2 separate regions of the Zea mays genome follow, and region 1 is linked to region 2. A link is a contact called in public Hi-C data. All regions are on one chromosome and are shown on one strand. Each heading gives the region's core, a stretch centred on a gene start, on an enhancer-like site or on the middle of the called end of the contact. The rest is flanking DNA. Distances are from core to core; before and after follow the strand shown.

Evidence for each region. A called contact is a pair of places that touch in the nucleus more often than the background predicts.
Region 1: a contact with region 2 is called in a Hi-C map of leaf, with 6 times the contacts expected there. The contact joins the promoter of LOC103627718 here to the promoter of LOC103627713 in region 2. A contact is called at or near these places in 5 of 25 Hi-C or Micro-C datasets (bundle sheath, ear, endosperm and 2 more).

What each region holds. Positions count from the first base shown.
Region 1 is chr5:214,837,794-214,841,901 of Zm-B73-REFERENCE-NAM-5.0, reverse strand. It overlaps LOC103627718 (auxin efflux carrier component 1a), which reads left to right and starts at 1,454. Exons shown (of 6, transcript XM_008648028.2): 1 at 1,454-2,889; 2 at 2,980-3,247; 3 at 3,414-3,499; 4 at 3,606-3,763; 5 at 4,018-4,094. The coding sequence starts at 1,758.
Region 2 is chr5:214,698,320-214,702,537 of Zm-B73-REFERENCE-NAM-5.0, reverse strand. It overlaps LOC103627713 (kinesin-like protein KIN-4C), which reads left to right and starts at 2,434. Exons shown (of 27, transcript XM_008648022.4): 1 at 2,434-2,735; 2 at 2,817-2,961; 3 at 3,266-3,412; 4 at 3,509-3,661; 5 at 3,753-4,003; 6 at 4,144-4,218. The coding sequence starts at 2,692.

The DNA.
Region 1 (4,108 bases), core at 205-2,704, 140 kb before region 2:
GAATTTCGCGTTTGCAAGCTTGGAACGGCAGGTCGGCATGTGTGGGTCGTCTCAGACATTCCGATGGTAAAGATAACGAAACAAGTACCAGTCCACTCGATTAGGATCTACTGGTATGATGATAGATCGGGTACCTAACGTGTTAACAGTAATTCAGACTTTCTGTTACCCGAGCACGCCATCTTTTCACGGTCATTTCTCACGCATCTCACTTCACTGCCAGTGCCAGACCGCCACTAGCAGAGTATTCTCAGTACTAGGCATGTTTCAGCTCACGCACTTGAGAAGCTTTCGGTTGACTTGAACCTTGCCATCCACTGGCTGTGGCCTGTGGCGCGAAGAGGAGGATGAGAGATTTGGTCGGCTCATCACGGATCGCGATACCGGCCTGTGTGACTGAGCTGACGTTTCGGGAATATTCATTCATAGCTACGCCGGCGGGCAGCCTTTTGCCTAGCCCTCCTCCTAGCAGATTCTTCGTCGTCCGTCGGCACTGATGGCCATTTGTGGTCATTTCTGGCGGACTTTTTTTTTTCCGAGCTCTGTTATGTTACGGGTGGCACGAGCACGACAGTTGGCGGAGGAAAGGCGACGGACCGGGGGCCCGACACGTCACTGCATTGCATAGCCCCCATTCCGTCCGGGCAGCCGCCATCGAGCCCACCAAACATATCCCACTCCTTCCTTTCCTTTCAGGCTTTCACTTTGGGAGAGTACTACGAAAACTGCTCCCCAAAGGAACACCGCTCCTGGACCTCACGTCTAAAAGGTGAGAAAAAAAGTGCGCATTCCAGTTTCACACTCCGTGAACGATGGCAAAGCAACCTTACTACCTGGCACTGGCAGGCAACGAGAAGTAACCGACTCCAAGCCAGTGTGTACCGACCACTACACCCTCTATTGTCAGCCGAGTTCGATCAGTATATATATAGCTCAGCTGTCAGCTCACTTAACTACGAATTTCAGTTTAACATTGATACGGCCATACGGGCATGTACATTTGTATTATACTACTACCCGTATGTTATAATTTAGTATATAATTATATTTTACTAAGCTGCATATAATGCGATACTAAGGTTGCGTTTGGTTGAGAAGTGGAGTAGAATGAATGCATAAAACGTCTCAATTCCTAATTTTTTAATGTTTGGTTTCAATAAAAGAGAAGCGGAGCAACTGTTGGAGTCTGCATATGAAAATTTACTATAAATAGTTAGAGTGCTCACGCTCTACCAAAACGACATGATATGAACGCTCTCCTGGACACGACACGAGCGCTCTCCTACTCTCTGCACTTATATAGCTCTCTAACCAAACAAAGAACGGAGCGGCTGCCTGTCTATCGTGCTCCACCCTACACCGTACCAAATCACCCTTCACAGCACAGCGCGCCGTTCCGCTGTTTAGATGATAAAAAAAAGCGAGGAATGACTGAAGGAAGCAAACAAGGGATGGTCCAAGGAGAGCTTGGGGCTCGCTGCCACCTCGCGCGCCAGCGCCTAAATAAATCACTCCCACGCACACCCACCACCGCGCCGAGCACCTCCTCCTTCCCTTCCTTCTCTCTCCCACCCTCCTCACTAGCTCTATCTAGCTGAGTGAACTGAACAGCCCACTGGCTCGTCTTAGCTAAGCTCAGCTGTAAAGCTAAGGTTCGGAGTAGCTAGCGTGGTGGCCGGAGAGTGTAGCGAGCGGCGTTCAGCTCACCGGGGGCTGCTGGGTGAGTGAGGGAGCCAGCGTCGTGAGAGCGCTCCAAGATGATTACGGGGACGGACTTCTACCACGTCATGACGGCCGTGGTGCCGCTGTACGTGGCGATGATCCTGGCCTACGGGTCGGTGCGGTGGTGGCGCATCTTCTCGCCGGACCAGTGCTCCGGGATCAACCGCTTCGTGGCGCTCTTCGCGGTGCCGCTGCTGTCCTTCCACTTCATCTCCACCAACAACCCCTACACCATGAACCTGCGCTTCATCGCCGCCGACACGCTGCAGAAGCTCATGGTGCTGGCCATGCTCACCGCGTGGAGCCACCTCAGCCGCCGGGGCAGCCTGGAGTGGACCATCACGCTCTTCTCCCTCTCCACGCTGCCCAACACGCTCGTCATGGGCATCCCCCTGCTCAAGGGCATGTACGGCGACTTCTCCGGCAGCCTCATGGTGCAGATCGTCGTGCTCCAGTGCATCATCTGGTACACGCTCATGCTCTTCATGTTCGAGTACCGCGGCGCGCGGATGCTCATCACCGAGCAGTTCCCGGACAACGCCGGGGCCATCGCCTCCATCGTCGTCGACCCGGACGTGGTCTCCCTCGACGGCCGCAGGGACGCCATCGAGACGGAGGCCGAGGTCAAGGAGGACGGCAGGATACACGTCACCGTGCGCCGCTCCAACGCCTCGCGCTCCGACATCTACTCGCGCCGCTCCATGGGCTTCTCCAGCACCACGCCGCGCCCCAGCAACCTGACCAACGCCGAGATCTACTCGCTGCAGTCGTCGCGCAACCCGACCCCGCGGGGCTCCAGCTTCAACCACAACGACTTCTACTCCATGGTCGGCCGCAGCTCCAACTTCGGCGCGGCCGACGCGTTCGGCATCCGCACCGGCGCCACGCCGCGCCCGTCCAACTACGAGGACGACGCGTCCAAGCCCAAGTACCCTCTCCCCGTGGTGAATGCGACGTCCGGGGCGGGGGCGGCTCACTACCCCGCGCCGAACCCGGCCGTGGCCGCGGCGCCCAAGGGCGCCAGGAAGGCGGCGACGAACGGGCAGGCCAAGGGCGAGGACCTCCACATGTTCGTCTGGAGCTCCAGCGCGTCGCCCGTGTCGGACGTCTTCGGCGGTGGCGCCCCGGACTACAACGAGGCCGCGGCCGCCAAGTCCCCCCGCAAAAGTAGCAATCTTTCCCGCCGCTTGCTCGCTCCGCCCTTGGGGGAGTGTTTCTCGGGCTAATTTGTATTCTTTCTTTCCTTGGATAAACAAGTGGATGGAGGCAAGGACAGGGACGACTACGTGGAGCGCGACGAGTTCAGCTTCGGGAACAGGGGCGCGATGGACAGGGACGCGGAGGCGGGGGACGGGAAAGCCGCGGCGGCGGGCGGGGACCCCAGCACGGTGGCCGCGCCGACGGCGATGCCGCCGACGAGCGTCATGACCCGGCTGATCCTGATCATGGTGTGGCGCAAGCTCATCCGCAACCCAAACACCTACTCCAGCCTCATCGGCGTCATCTGGTCGCTCGTCTGCTTCAGGTCCGTACTACTAGCAGCTACCCAGCTACCAACCGATACGGCGGCATGCATGCATGCACCGGCCGGCGGAGTAGAGTAGCGGTAGCGGGTGATCTAGCTCTGGCGATGCGAGGCAGCTAGCCGATTGATAGCTTCGCTGTTGGATCTGCTGGTGTGTGTCCTGCAGGTGGAACTTCCAGATGCCGGCCATCGTCCTGCAGTCCATCTCCATCCTGTCGGACGCGGGGCTCGGGATGGCCATGTTCAGTCTCGGTGGGTACCGGCTGCGGCCTAACTTTCCTAGCTAGACCCTACTACACTACACCTCGGTATCGAACAGTAGAGTGAATCACCGGGACGTATCGCCATCGGCGTGCAGGGCTGTTCATGGCGCTGCAGCCGCGGATCATCGCGTGCGGGAACAAGGTGGCGACGTTCGCCATGGCGGTGCGCTTCCTGACCGGTCCGGCGGTTATGGCGGCCGCGTCCTTCGCCGTGGGCCTCCGCGGCACGCTTCTGCACGTCGCCATCGTCCAGGTACTTCTGACTTCTGAGGGTGGGGAGGGGAAGACGGATAGATTTCACAATATACCCCGCCGGCACGCCCGCCTGCAACAGCAAGAATCATCGCTGCGCTGTTTCCTTTCTCGGTCCCCCTCCTCCCTCGTGCTCGCCTCTCTCTCCCACCTCTCTCGCCGTGGCCTTTTGCGCTCGGCGGACAGCACAAAAGTTACCCTTTTTTTCTCACTGTGCTTTTGGTTTTTTGCTTCGCCAAACGGCGGAACGAGCAGGCAGCTCTGCCTCAGGGCATTGTCCCCTTCGTCTTCGCAAAGGAGTACAACGTGCACCCTGACATTCTCAGCACCGCGTAAGTTCCCCGTG
Region 2 (4,218 bases), core at 1,185-3,684:
TGTCCGGTGCACCAGGCCCGTACAAGGTTAAACCAGCCACTCTCGGGAAAACGCAGGCGCGCTCCGCTATAATTCACTGGACTGTTCGGTGTGCCACCGGACTGTCCGGGGAGCCAGCGGGGTAACGGCTACCTGCGAGCAACAGTCGACTCTGACAGCGCTACACTTCGCCGTCACTACACATCACTCTCAAATTGGTATAATGTTTCACTCATATTTACTTGTACCAATGGGGGAGAAAATAAATGGGGCTCTCAAAAGTCTCCGTTTTTTGCGATTAATGCCAAAGGGGGAGAAATATTAAGCCCAAAGCAAAAGGACCGCACCAACAACTTTAAAAATTTTCGAAATGATGATTTAATTGTTTTTTCACAAAAAATTTGTTTTTCCAATTGGTATCTTGTGATAAGCAATTTCTTTAATTGGTATATTTTCAAAATTGGCATCTAAATTACATACTTCCAATTGGTATCTATTAAAACCCTCTTGAAAGCTAAGAGGAGAATTTCATTCAGGGGGAGTTTTGTTTAGTCAAAGGAAAAACATTTGAATCAGGGGGAGAAAATTTCAAATCTTGAAAATGCTTCTTGCAATCTTATTTATATGCCTTTGACTATTTGCAAAAGACTTTGAAAAGATCTCCCAGAAAGATTTGCAAAAACAAAACAAGTGGTGCAAATGTGGTCCAAAATGTTAAATAAAAGAAAGCAATCCATTCATATCTAGTGAAATTATAAATTGGTTTAATTCCAAGTAACCTATGCACTTACCTTATGCAAACTAGTTCAATTCTGCACTTATATATTTGCTTTGGTTTGTGTTGGCATCAGTCACCAAAAAGGGGGAGATTGAAAGGGAAATAGGGTTAACCTTTTCCCAGTATTAATTTTGGTGGTTGAATGCCCAACACAAATAATTGACTAACTAGTTTGCTCTAGAATACATGTTCTACAGGTGCATAAAGGTTCAACACAAACCAATAAAAAGATTGAAGATAGGGTTCAAATACAAAGGAGCAAGAAACCGAGTGTGCCCTGGTCTGGCGCACCGGACAGTGTCCGGTGCATCAGGACCGTACAATCCCAAACCAGCCACTCTCGGGTTTTTGCCAACACGCTCCGCTATAATTCACCGGACTGTCCGGTGTGCTACCAGACTGTCCGGTGCACCAGCGGAGCAACGACTACTTCGTGCAATGGTCGCCTGCAAAAGCTAAAGCACATAGGAACAGTGCACAACAGTGCGTGGCAGAGCAGATCGCAGAGTCAGAGGCGCATCGGACACTGAACAGTGCCTGTCCGGTGCGCCCATCGACAGTAGCCACCCCAACGGCTTGTTGGTGGTTGAGGGCTATAAATACCCCCAACCACCACCACTCTAAGCATCCAAGATTTATGAGTATCACATTCATTACAAGAGCTCTAGCATTCACTCCTAGACACAATTCAAAAGATCAAAGCCTCTCCAAGTCCCAAATTCAAATCAAGCACTTAGTGACTTGTGAGAAAAAGATTTTGTGTTCTTTTGAGCTCTTGCCTCTTGGATTGCCTTCTTCCTTTCTCATTTCTTTTCTCAAGTGATTTGTAATCGAAGCAAGAGACACCTAAGTGTGTGGTGGTCCTTGCGGGGTCTAAGTGACCCGGGAGATTAAGGAAAAGGCTCACTCGGTCTAAGTGACCGTTTGAGAGAGGGAAAGGGTTGAAAGAGACCCGGTCTTTGTGACCACCTCAACGGGGACTAGGTTCTTTAGAACCGAACCTCGGTAAAACAAATCACCGTGTTCATCCGCTTTATTTCTTGGTTGATTTGTTTCCCCTCCCATTCGGACTCGAATTCATTTCTAACGCTAACCCTGGCTTGTAGTGTGTGCTTAAGTTTATAATTTTCAAATTCCGACTATTTACCTCCCTCTAGGCGACTTTCAATTACAAATAGTGATATGGATAACAATATAGAGTATCATATAATGCAGATAGCCTTAACACAACAGGTAGCGTACTATAGTGTCGATAGCCTTAGGATTCGAGATTTCCTTCCAACGTGGCACTGCCTAAGGACATATTTGGTTCTTTCTACTAAATTTTTGTCCGTGTCACATTTGATGTTTTGATGCTAGTTAGAAGTATTTAATATAATTTAATTACAAAACTAATTACATAAATAAGAACTAAACGACAAAACGAATCTATTAAGTCTAATCACTCTATGATTTGCATATGTTATGCTACAATGAACATTTGCTAATTATAAATTAATTATGCTTAAAAATTTAACTCGATATTTAGTCTTTATATAATTAGTTTTGTAATTAGACTATAACAAACTCTCTAATTAAAAGAGCCGTTGCCATGTCTAGAGCCGTCATTTCCTATAGTTGGAATTCGAAACCGCACCCGAACGTGGAGTTCTGTGCTCCCCGACGTCTATAGAGGCACAGACCATGTTTGCAAACAGGTATGCGTTAAGCCTTCAGTGATCGGTCCGCAGCTCACGCCACGCCCTAGTTTTTCGAAATCCTCCGAGCGGGCGCCGGGCGCTGCTCGCTCTCAAGTCTCACCCGTTCGCCATTCCGCTCGTCTCTCTCTCTCTTCCTCCCCCGCCCTCTCTCCCCCCTCGAGGGGGCGATCGACCCCAAGCCTAGCTAAGCTCGCCGCATCCTAAATCCCCAAACCACGTGCAGCTCGCCGTTGTATGTCGCAGAGCGTGGCTAATCCGGCTCGATCCGCCGGTTTGAGGTGAGTTTTTCCGCGCATTTTGGGGGAGATTTTAGGGTATTCTCTGGTGTTGTCTGTTCAGTCTGGGGAATTCACGATCAGGGTTCCGATGGAGACCACAGAGGCGGCGGCCGCGCATCCGCAGAAGGACAGTGTGAAGGTGGCCGTTAACATAAGGCCGCTCATCACGGTGGAGCTGCAGGATGGCTGCACGGATTGCGTCACAGTCACGCAAGGCGAACCTCAGGTACCGATCTGATAGTGTCTGATTGGTTTGGAATGGGACTTGGAATTGATGAGTTCATCAGCATTGCTTGTATACAAATTGAACGGGATGTACATAGGTGCTGAAGATCTTCAGATTTATGCTCAGGACCATCGTATTTGCTGATTTCCGACTCTTCTATAGTATTATATAATTTCATAGTTGAAATTACAATACACTTGTTGAATCAGATTCTGAACGAGCATATGCCTCTTTGTCAGGGTATTCATACTCGAAATGGCTAGCAAGTTCAAACATATGATCATTTGTTTCTATGTTGTTTCAGGTTCAAATTGGGCCCCATGTCTTCACTTTTGATCACGTCTATGGCAGCTCGGGCCCTTCATCATCATTAATATTTGAGCAATGCGTGCACCCCTTGATCGATGCATTGTTCAGCGGATACAATGCCACTGTTCTAGCATATGGCCAGGTGCAATTCTTTTGTGTGATGAAGTTTGTTTTGTTAGAGGATTGTCTTTTTGATGATTATTTTGTTACTTAAGTCGTTTTCCTTTGACAACCGTAGACCGGTTCTGGCAAGACATACACAATGGGTACTAACTATAGCGGTGAAGAGAACTGCGGTGGGATAATTCCTCAAGTTATGGATACAATATTTAGAAAAGTTGACACCTCAAAGGATGGCTCAGAGTTTTTAATTAGAGTATCTTTTATTGAGGTGAGATACCTAGTGGCACTTGTCTCTTTCTTATTTGTACCAGCATCTCTTAGCTTGTTATCATTGCGTGCTGTGCTGCTATGGATTTCAGATATTCAAGGAAGATGTTTTTGATTTGCTCGATGCAAATCAAGCTGCTGTAAGACTTGATGCAGGTTCTATGGCAAAAGCATCAGCCCCTGGCAGAGTGCCAATTCAAATCCGAGAGACTGCAACTGGAGGCATAATCCTTGCTGGTGTCACAGAGGCTGAGGTGAAGTCAAAAGAAGAAATGGCATCATATTTGACACGTGGGTCGTCGTCGCGTGCAACAGCAAGCACAAACATGAATATGCAGTCGAGGTACACTGTACATACATCATACATGTGTTTTCTTTCTTCAAGAACCATTAGTGCATATTACAAATGCCGTTCTGTTATTTCACTATCTTTGCTGTGCATTCTAATAATGTTCTTATTTGGATGGTGTTGCTTATCTGTAGTCGCTCTCATGCCATCTTTACAATATGTGTTGAACAAAAGAGAACATCTGGTACATCCGACAAGTCAGCCAGCAG